Regions from separate parts of the Gossypium arboreum genome. Here region 1 is linked to region 2. The links are chromatin contacts, called in public Hi-C maps. All regions are on one chromosome and are shown on one strand. Each heading gives the region's core, a stretch centred on a gene start, on an enhancer-like site or on the middle of the called end of the contact. The rest is flanking DNA. Distances are from core to core; before and after follow the strand shown. Region 1 overlaps LOC108487453 (disease resistance protein SUMM2-like). Region 2 holds the start of LOC108488625 (protein JINGUBANG-like).

Evidence for each region. A called contact is a pair of places that touch in the nucleus more often than the background predicts.
Region 1: a Hi-C map of leaf shows a contact between it and region 2, with 2.5 times the contacts expected there. The contact joins the enhancer-like site here to the promoter of LOC108488625 in region 2. A contact is called at or near these places in 2 of 5 Hi-C or Micro-C datasets (both in leaf).

Annotation. Positions count from the first base shown.
Region 1 is chr10:36,106,953-36,112,120 of ASM2569848v2, forward strand. All of the region lies in intron 2 of LOC108487453 (disease resistance protein SUMM2-like), which reads right to left. Among protein-coding and RNA genes, the nearest start is that of LOC108487453, 9.1 kb to the right of the region's middle. Within about 2 kb of position 2,754, at least 2 of the 2 cell types and tissues checked have an H3K27ac peak or open chromatin away from gene starts, as enhancers often do. A contact at or near this core is called in leaf, where this site is marked.
Region 2 is chr10:36,073,364-36,078,658 of ASM2569848v2, forward strand. LOC108488625 (protein JINGUBANG-like) reads right to left here and starts at 3,280. Exons shown (of 2, transcript XM_017792915.2): 1 at 2,509-3,280; 2 at 480-1,333. The coding sequence starts at 3,255. The coding sequence ends at 608.

The sequences.
Region 1 (5,168 bases), core at 1,504-4,003, 33 kb after region 2:
AGGAGAGCAAATAAAGTATTCCATCATAATGAAACTTCAATCCCTGTTCCTATGATTGGCAAGAGAGACAGGTATATATCAAGTTTATTTTGGGTTAGCAAGAAAGCTTTTCTAACGTTAGCCATAGCTTTTTAAGAGTTAAATATATATCCAAGCTTTTCTAGTTGTTCCCTGGATTCCAATGAGAAGGTCAAAAACATAAAATTTTTTACCATAAAGCAGGGAAAATCTTCTTCACAAGATGTGGATGGCAAATTATAGCTAACCTAACCAACTATAAACCACCTTTTTAATAATAATAAATAGCCTTGATTTAGGGTATCAAGTACCACAAGAAGACTCAAAAACAGTTAAACAACGATGGATCTGATAAAATAAAAGTAAGCACCACAAACTCAATTATTTAGAAGGATACCGACCTAAAGATGTAGCCCTTTGTAGCTCTGAAATAAAATACATAAAATATCTATGCCATGCTCAATTATTTAGCTGGGTGATGCACCAAAAAGTGCAGTTTTTGCTTCTTCCATTTTGTTGCAACTGATCTAGCATCAAGGCCAAGGTTGCTGAAGTTAATGATTCAGCTGAGGGTGAAGGTTGCTGAAACGCCCTTGGGCTCCTTCTGGCCAATCCTGTTGCTCCCACCAAGCTTCAGCGCATTGAATTTCTGTCAGTTTGGAAGCATTTGGCAAGATATGTGGAAGGCTTTTTAGATCTTCACATTCCTTGACCAGTATTGTCTCCAAAGAAGGCCATTCTAACGAGGCATCACAGATTGAAGATAAGCTTGTCAAGCCACATAGTTGGAAATTCTTCAAACTTGTAAAGGACGTTGATGCAACTGGACCTTCGGCTTCAATCTCTCTACAGTCCTCAACTTGAAGATTTGTTTCAATAATCTCTTGAATCCCTCTACAGTCCTCAACTTGAAGATTTTTTAGCTGCGAGAGTTGACGAACCATCTCAAGCTTGAAAAGTATTGTTATACTATCACATTCTTTTAATGTCAGAGTAGTGAGCGCCTTAAAGCTCTCCGATGATATCTCTCCCTGCCAGATACTCTCCAATTTTGGTAGCTTCCTTACATGCAGCTCTTCCAGGCATTCGAATGCTATTGCCAAGCTCTTTTCAATACCAGATGCTGAAATTGAATTTCCTGTAAGATTGGCGTCACCGGTTATGATGCTCTTCATTTCAGTACATTCTTCAACCGTGAAAACCTTCAGCTTCTTCAGCTCTTTGAATGCATCAGCAGGAAGGTTGTCTGTTAAGTTGCAAGCTGTGGTGTGACCAATCAGCTCAAATGAAATTGCTCGTTTAAGCACCTCAAAAACAGCCTCCGGGAATCCGTTTCCTCCAGAAAACTTGAGATTCTCTTCAGCTGAGAATTCAAAGACTGTAGACGCCGAACTATCGTCTTGACCAATAGAGATATTGAAAGATCTGAATTTTTTGTCATTTGATTTTTTGTCATTTGATTTTTCGTCATTTGCATTCCATGATTTACTGTTCCGGGTGAACCATACAAAAGACTTCATGTTGGTGAAGTAGAACTGAAGATGCGTCAGTTCTTTCAGCTCCGTGATTTCACTTCCAATTACATCAGCGTTTTCTTGCCAGGTTTTGTCAATAGGGCTGACATGAATACTCGACTCTTCTAGCTTAGAAAGCTTTTCAATAACTTTACAAGGAATTATCTTTCCTTTAGTGTTTTCTCTTTTGCAGTTGAGACACTTAACGCCCATACTACTTTCTGCTGTGGCCTGGTTTTGCTGGGCAGCTTCTTTGAATATAATTCTTAAACATTTTAGATTTCCCAATTGTCCAATCTCACTTGGCAAAGAATAGATCCCAGCATGATGTACAACAAGGATTTGGAGATTTTTGAGAGCCCTTATCTCCCGAGGAAGCTGTACTAACAGATGGCAGTTGTATAGGAAGAGCCCTTTGAGATGTCTTAATCTGGTTATGGATGAAGGAAGTTCTCTGATTTTTGTTTCCTGTAAGCCCAGAAGTTTAAGGTCACGCATGCGTGCAAAGAATTGCTCCGGTAAGTGGCTGGTGTTATTTTCATGAAGTAACAGTGTTACCATCCCTCTACATTCTGGCTTTTTTGGCAGCAAGGACAGGTCCGTACGAGCGAATAGGACTCTATTTCCATGTATCCATTCAAGTTCTTTAATACTTTTACCATTTTCAACAAAGACACGTTCACTTTTTTCTTCATTTGCGATCTTCAATGCTGCCTTCTGGAACCACAAAAACATCTTGAAGTGTTCCGACGTTTCTCCTTTTTGCAGCAGAAATTTGTCCACAAAATCATCCAGTATGGTATACCCTCTATCACGTGCTTCACACAGCCTTTCAGGTTCCAAAAACTGCTCTGTTGACCAGCACTCAATTATATGATCTCCATTGATATTTTCATCTAGAGGGAAAATTGCCCAGTAAAGTAAACAATCCTTATACTCATCAGTAGGAAGCTCCTTATAAACAATTTTGAGGAAGTTGTAATATTCTTGAAATTCCTCCCATCCTTGCATATTAGGACATTGCAGTTGACGCTTCACATCCCGCCACCGTTTAGGGTCGTCCTTTCCTCGTAGACATCTGCCTATTAAATTGAGTATAGGCGGCATGCCACCACACAATCCAATAATTTTTTTTGCATCTGGTCCTTTCATCCTTTCCGAACCCACTGCTTTCCAGAAGAGCATTGTTGCGTCCTCCGGGGACAACGGCTTAAGTGTCATATCGATATCAGTGTGACCAGTATATTTGTCTCTGCATGCGAACACTATTCTTCCATATTCATGGTCAGAATGAATCCCAACTTCCTTGAGATTAACCTCCGACAAAACGTCATCAAGAAACAACAAATATTTTTTTGTCCGTAGCTCCTCAGATATCACAGTTTCTCTTTCTCGATGATGGGTGTCTTCATTCCTTCCTTTGCCTAAAAGATCCCAAATATTTTTTTGTTTGCTTTCTGTTGTTTCAGTGGCAGACAGATAAAAGATGTGGTCAAACCCAAAATCACAAGATTTTTTTACTATGTCACGCACAGTTTTCATCAATGTTGTTTTCCCTATCCCAGCGGGTCCCATTATGCAAATTCTCTTCGATCTACTATCTTTTAACCATCCTAGCAGTTCTTCCACTTTCTCTTTGAGTGATGAATGCATAACTATTGTTTCTTGATTTTCCCACACGCACTTGTGATTTTGACGTTGACGAGTTGGTGTTGGCATTCTGCGTATGTTTCTCAGCTCATTGTACTCTCTCAGCTCATTGTACAGAGAAGTTGCCTCATTTGTGTTCTTCACAATACTTTTTCCAAGCTTATACAAGTGACGAAATGGACATAATCCGCACAAGTATGTGACAGGTTGTTTCTCCACTCTTCCAATTTCGTCTATTCTTGTCGCCACATTTCGAAGCAAGGTATTCAATTCATCCGACCTGCGTGAACTATCAGTATCGCTTTCAATATCCCGCTTTTTATCAACCAGCATTTTTTTGGCCTCCTTAAGCTTATTCCGATTACTATTGATATCCTTTACATATGCATAATTGCGCAATAACCAGTTGCAGCTGCAGCTTAGACAAATTTTTACTACCTCTATAATTGCTCTGTTAGAAAAAAAAATAGTAGAAATGGATTAACACCCTCTTTTGACAAGTTGTTACTACCTCTGTAATTAATCTATTAGAAAAATGGAATAACATTTGTGGCATGAAATTACTTTCTAAGCTTTATTTCTCCCAAATTGCACAATGCTGAATCATTCATTTAACTAAATTATTTAGATCATGGAATTAAAATTTTATTTTGATTATAAATTCTCTATATAATATCATCACTATCTAACTTTTCTAATGGTTAATGTATATTCTTTTAAATGAAAGCTATAACTTTATCAAATTTAGATATTATTTTATAGTATAATTGTTAGAGTTGTATGACCCAGATCTTTATTAAATAAAATAAAATATGATCTAGATCCTTATTAAAAAAATAAAATATGGTAACAAAACAAGGGGATCTTTATAGGGCTTAAGGTCAAGACCGTATAGAACTACACTTCTTCTATTTGACATTAATTAGAATAAGGTTTTTCAACATTTAAATAGATGTATGTAGTCTAAACTCCTCTTCTATCATTCGCTTTTCAATATTAGGGTGCGTTTGTTTGCCTGTATATGATTTTCCGGAAAATATTTTTCTCATTTTACACTGTTTGGTTGCTTGAAAATATTTTACACGGTAAAACATTTTCAGAAACACGGGTAAAATGGGATGCTTTTGGGGAAAATGACTTACGATTTTTTTCCAGTAAGACATTTTCTAAAAGCTCCCCTTGGTCGCTTTCATCGTCTTGCATATTCCTTCTTCTTCATCTGTCCAGGTACTTTCTCCTCCTAGTTCTTATGTCTTATTCTTTAATAAATATTTCATTTTTTTCCTTAGCTTTTCCATATCTTCTCTTCTTAGGGCTGCTTTTTTCATTCCCCCTTTGTGCCGTTCTTCATCTTCTTGCTTCTTCTTCGTCAAGGTATTTAACATCTTCATTCCTCCTGCTTCTTATTATATGCTTCTTGTTTGATTCAACTATTTCTTAACAAAATACTTGTGGAAAATCAATTGATTTTCAACCCATTCCTAGAAATTTTCTAGATCTTATCGATTTAGGAGCAGAGAGAAATTATTAGCATGTTTTAACGGAAAATTTACACGATTTTAATCCACTCAAGAGGTAACAACGTTAGTACTAAATTCTTTGCTTTCACTAAGGGATTGCATTATTCTTTCGTGCTTTCAAGGATAAATCCCTCTTTTTCCCGTTTCTTTCTCTTTTCCCGATTAACACCTCTAAATCCTTCTCTAGCCCAACACCCACCGACCACCACCATCATCGTTAACAACTCCGGTCACCACTGACCCATCATCGTTCACCAATCACCATTGTTGCTTCTTGACTGCCAACCCGAAGGTAACACCACCAATGGTGGATTTTCTTTCTTTCAACTGTTTGTTTTTAAAGCTCTGCCTTTGAAAAAAAATGGGTTTTTGAAGCAATGAGATTGGTTGAAAATGCATTTGAAAATGTAGGTTTCCATTTGTCTCTTAAATCTGAAGAATTTAACTGATTTAGTTAACTGATCCT
Region 2 (5,295 bases), core at 2,030-4,529:
TTAATTTTTTTATTTATAATTTAAACAATAATTATATATTTTTTAGGTTTCACTAGCAAAAGATAATATAAGAAAAGTTCGAACCATAAACAATAAATGAAGAATTGGACAAAAATCATTAAGTGAGAGGGAGACCACACATTACAATTGTATATGATAAAACTCATATTCGAGCCTTAAAAGTTTAGAAGTTAATTTTTGCTAAGACATCATTAATAAAATGAAAAAAAAAAGCTATTTTTCAAGTTTAAAACAATGAACCAAACCTATGGAATAAATTCAGATGGGTGCAATTATTTTCGATTTAATTTTAATTAAGATTATTTTGCTAAATTAAAAATTAAGTATTAAAAATTAAAGATTAGATTTAATTATCAAAATATTCTACCTTAATCATATTTTTACCCAAAATTTAATCAAACAAATCTTTACCTTTTTTTTTTTTACCTAAGTTAATCGGTGTTCCACATTCATTCAAATTTGAGTTATAAATATAATTACTGGTATAAAATATTTTTGTGGGTATAAACTAGACAGACAAAATTGCAGGAGTCATATATATGATTAACAATTACACTGTACGATAGTGGGAACCCAACCAAATGATTTAAACTCCCTCATCTAACTCAAAATAATCATTTTTTACAAATCCTCCACTGCCACTTTTTGTACGACTTACACGCCACACCTTGAGAACTCCATCAAGGCTCCCGGTGCAGATGGTGCAACCATCTTCAACCTCCTCCCCTGCATGTCCCAAAAATGCTGTCACACATCTGATGGGTCCCCTGTGCCCAACCAAAACGGCTAGACATACATGTTGACCATCATGTTCCCTGCTCCACACCCTGCTAGATGAGTCTGCTGACCCACTGATTACATAGTTAGACACACTGGCTAAACACATGACTGCATGAGTGTGACCTTGGAGCGCACCACCGTATTGCAGTTGGCCCGATGCCCAGCCTTTCAGCCAGTAATGTACATACCCGTCGGTGCAGCCACCGTATAAGACTCCCCCGTCTGCGGTTAGTGTTAGAGTTTTGACGGGTGAGCATTTGGCTGGTAAGGTTACCATGAGTGAATGTGGCCATGCACCTCGGCAAAAATTGCGCCGCCAAACTCTGACGGTGGCGTCATCAGAGGCTGTGTAGAGTATTCCATCGTCGGCCACCACGACGGCGTTGATGGGTTCGGAATGTGCAGGGATGTTCTCAATGCATTTGAAGTCTGATATTCTCCAAACTTTCACGGTTTTATCAACAGATGCTGAGTATAGGATGTTATCTGATATATTGATTGCCAGTGATGTTATTGGCCCCATATGCCTCGTCTGCAAACCAATTGATCAATGTCTGTCAAATTTGTAATAAAATCATATACAAAGTATACCTAAATTATGTAAAAATCACAAATGCTATAAACAGTAAAGGGAGGGAGCAAAATATCAATTTCTGGAACCGTTCATACATTAATTACTCATGCAACTGTAATTTCCTTATTTAAGAACTCACCATATCCATCTTTGAACATAAGTGTCAAACACGAATAATTAAAAAGAAAATAAAAAATCGAAGCAAGCATAGATTGAAACTTGAAAGCTAGCTGATTTTCTTTTCAATCTTCCCAACCATATCTCTCTGTGAACATTTATATAGTGAGAGAATTGTCAACGATGTCTGTTTTTGCAGTATAAATTAGTTGGTGACTACAATTTTCATCAGTGAAATGCCCTAACCTAATATTACTTGCTATAATAACTTAACCAAATTTTCAGAAAGTTAGTGCAATTTAAGGTCATAAAGAAGATAACCAATATCTATAGACAATAAATTGTGTGTCAAAGGTGTGAACTGTGACATGATATCCCCTCCCCCTTCGCCCTTCTTTTTCCATATCATTCTTCCTTTTCTCGGTCAATCAAAGTTCCTAACAACGTTCACATATAAGATCAATGAGCACTCTTTTCCAATTCATTATTCAATTTTATGCAGTATGCCCATCACATTACATGTTTATAGGAAGAAAAGAAACTTTAGATTGGAAATTTCAGTGCATCACATTTAATGCAGAAAGCTTGATATTTCTAAAATCAACTTAGGCAGATAGTAGTTGAGAGTTGAATTTAAAGGGACCCCATTTACTTTCTCTGCTCCCCCATATGCATGCTAAGCATTCACTCTCCCTATCATAAAGAACCCTTCATGTTCATTATTAGCCATGTTCCCCATTTTCAACCAAAACTCACCGGTCAGTTACCCCCACAACAATTCTACTTTAGTAGAATTCGAATGCATCTTGGACACGGGTATGGCTCTTACACGAATATATTCGAATTTTATAAGATTTCTATGTGCTTGGAGGGTCTCTGAAGGCTCAAATCCATTCCCAAAGTATTACACAAACGTGTTCGACGTCAGAGTAAAAGCAACTTAGCTTAAAATTGCTAAAACAAATAAATATCATAAATGCATAGAGCAAGATGAACAGCTAGCTTTAGGACATTACCATTTTATCTTTACTGGAAATGTAGCTCCGGACATAGCCACTGGTCCGGGGTATTGTTGCCAACTTGATATGCTTCAGTGTACCATCCCATGTTCTTCGCCACACCCGAATCTTGGTATCACCATAGGCTGCAAAAACCCTTTCATGGGATACCGCAAGAGCAACAACCGTGGATGCTTTAGTCTTTAACACTCCACACTCTGAAAACTCAGGCAACTTCCAAATACGTATCAAGTTTGTATCGGAGCCAGTGTAAATGATCCCATTCGAGATAGCTATGGATAAAATCTGGCCATCTTTTTTAAGGACCGAAGATAGGCATTTATAGGAAGCATCAAGGCTGATGGTGTGGTTTGAAGGATTGGGGTTGAAAGTGCGGAGAGGTGAGGATAAAGGAGAAGTGTGCAGAGAAGGAGTGCTGTAACGAGGTGGGGAGCAATGGAAACCATTGAAAGAGGCTTCTTTGGTGGAGAGGCTTCTCAAGAAGCATTGACCTGTGGCGTCTCTTAGTGCAAAAGAGTGGTTTGGGGGAGAGTTTGAAGGGTCTAATGAGGCCATCTTTTTGTGATGAGTTGTTTCTCTTATTGCAAAAGATGAGCAGTTCGGAGGTGAGTTGGGGAGTCCATTGAGGCCTTCTCTCTCTCTCCAGTGCAATGCAATTGAAAGAGCTTTGTAAATGATTTCTGTTGTGTGGACCTTATGGCTGTCTAAATGCAAAGAAAATACATTTAGTAGCGGTGATTTCATGATGTGAAAGAATGGTCATCAAATCTGTCGCAAAAACAAATGCTAGTACTGTCTCGAACATGTAGGCAATGTTACATATTATATTGTATTAATGACATTTCCAACTAAACTTCTGGAAAACATAAATCATACAGATTTTTCCTTAAATAATATAAGACTTCTATTCAAATTCTACAAACCCTTAAATTCGAAAAAATATATAATTAAACACACTTAAATAGAGGTATACATGGGCTGGGCTATCCGACCCGGCCCGAAGGCCAGCCCGAAATGTAGGAGGGTTTGGGTAAAAATATAAGCCCGAAAAATGGGCTTGGATAAAAAAATAAGACCCGTTTAAAAAATGGGCCAGGCCTCGGGTAAGGTATTTTTAGCTCGGGCCCGGCCCCAGCCCGAATTCACTAAAGGACAAAAAAATCTGCATATTTTTTTTATTTTTGAATGTTATTTTCTTGTTGTTTTCTCCATATTTTGCTACCATTTTACTATTATGTTGCTATTATTTTGTTGTTATTGTTTGGATATTGTATAAAATTTATTTTATTATTAATTTTCTTATTATTTTAAAGGCATTTGTTAAATTTTTATTATTTTAGAAGCATTTTCTTGTTAAGTTGCATTTATCTTAGTGTTATTTAAGTCTACATATTTTTCAAAATTTATTTTCAATTTGTTGGGAAATTTTTATTTTGATATTTTTAGTATTTTTGATGTATTATATATATTTAAAAATAATATAAAATAATATAAAAAATTAATACGGCCGGGCCGGGCCGGGCTCAGGTTTTAGTATTTTTATCCAGGTCGGGCTTGGGCAAAATTTTAAGCCCATTTTTTGGGCCCGGCTCTAGCCCAATAAATGGGTATGATTTTTTAGTTGAGCCCGGCCCGAACCCGGCCCATGAACACCTCTACACTTAAATTCATAATATTTTTTTGTCACAATAACATTTATGCTGTTTAATAAAACCCAATAAATTATTTCCTAGAGTTTCTTAAAAAAAAACTAATATATGAGTTTCATCTACAGTATGTTGAGTTTTGATAAAGATGGTGGAGTTGGATGATCTTGATACTAAAATTGTGATTTATAAATGTAATATTGGTCATAAAACTTGGAAGAGAATCGGTCCAGAAAAATTTAGGAGTAAGCTTAGGGTTGATCCTAGTATTAGAGGCGGATATAGGGGGCTGGCAGGGGCCTGGTGTAACAGCCCGTTTTTAGTCAAATCGGAACTGTGGTTTCGGGACCACAAATTTGAAGTCAAAATATTTATTTTATTATTATTATTTTAATGTCTACAACATGATAATAAGTTTGCGTGGAAATTTCGTTAAGAAATTTTATTCTTTGAATGCTCAATTCGGTAAAAAGGACTAAATCACGTAAGGTGCAAAATTAAGGTTCTATAAGTTAAAGGTGTTAAATAGTTAAGGAATTTTAAATTAGAGGTCCTTATGTCGTAAATAGACCATTTGAATTATAAGTGGACATAGATAGACATCATTTGGATGATATTAATGGTTTTTCATTAAGGTTAAAATAGTAATTAGCATAATAAACTTAAAATAAATAAAACAAAAAGCAAAGTTAGTGTCCATCTTCTTATTTGTTGTGAATTGAAGGGAAGAAAGGAAAAATTTTAGGGTTCTTCATTCGGCTAAGACAAATTCCTGCAATTAGATCAAGAAAAGTGAAATTCGGATCTAGATCGAGGGAAAACTAAAGTTATCGACTAATTGGCCTGTTTCGTCGTTTTTACATCCGATGTAAGTTCGTATATTATAAGTTTTGATACAAATGTATTTCATATGCTTTGATATTGCATAAATTGTGAATACAAGAATATGGATATGATCGATAGTGATTTGATGATGATTTAACATTCAAAACCCTAGTTGGACCTTAGGAATAGCTTAGGATACTAGTGACATGTCATTAGAGGATACATCGAGTTGGCTTCGGGCCATGATATTAGCACTTCGGGTGCGAGTTATACCGATTTGGCTTCGGGCCATGATATCAATATTTCAGATATA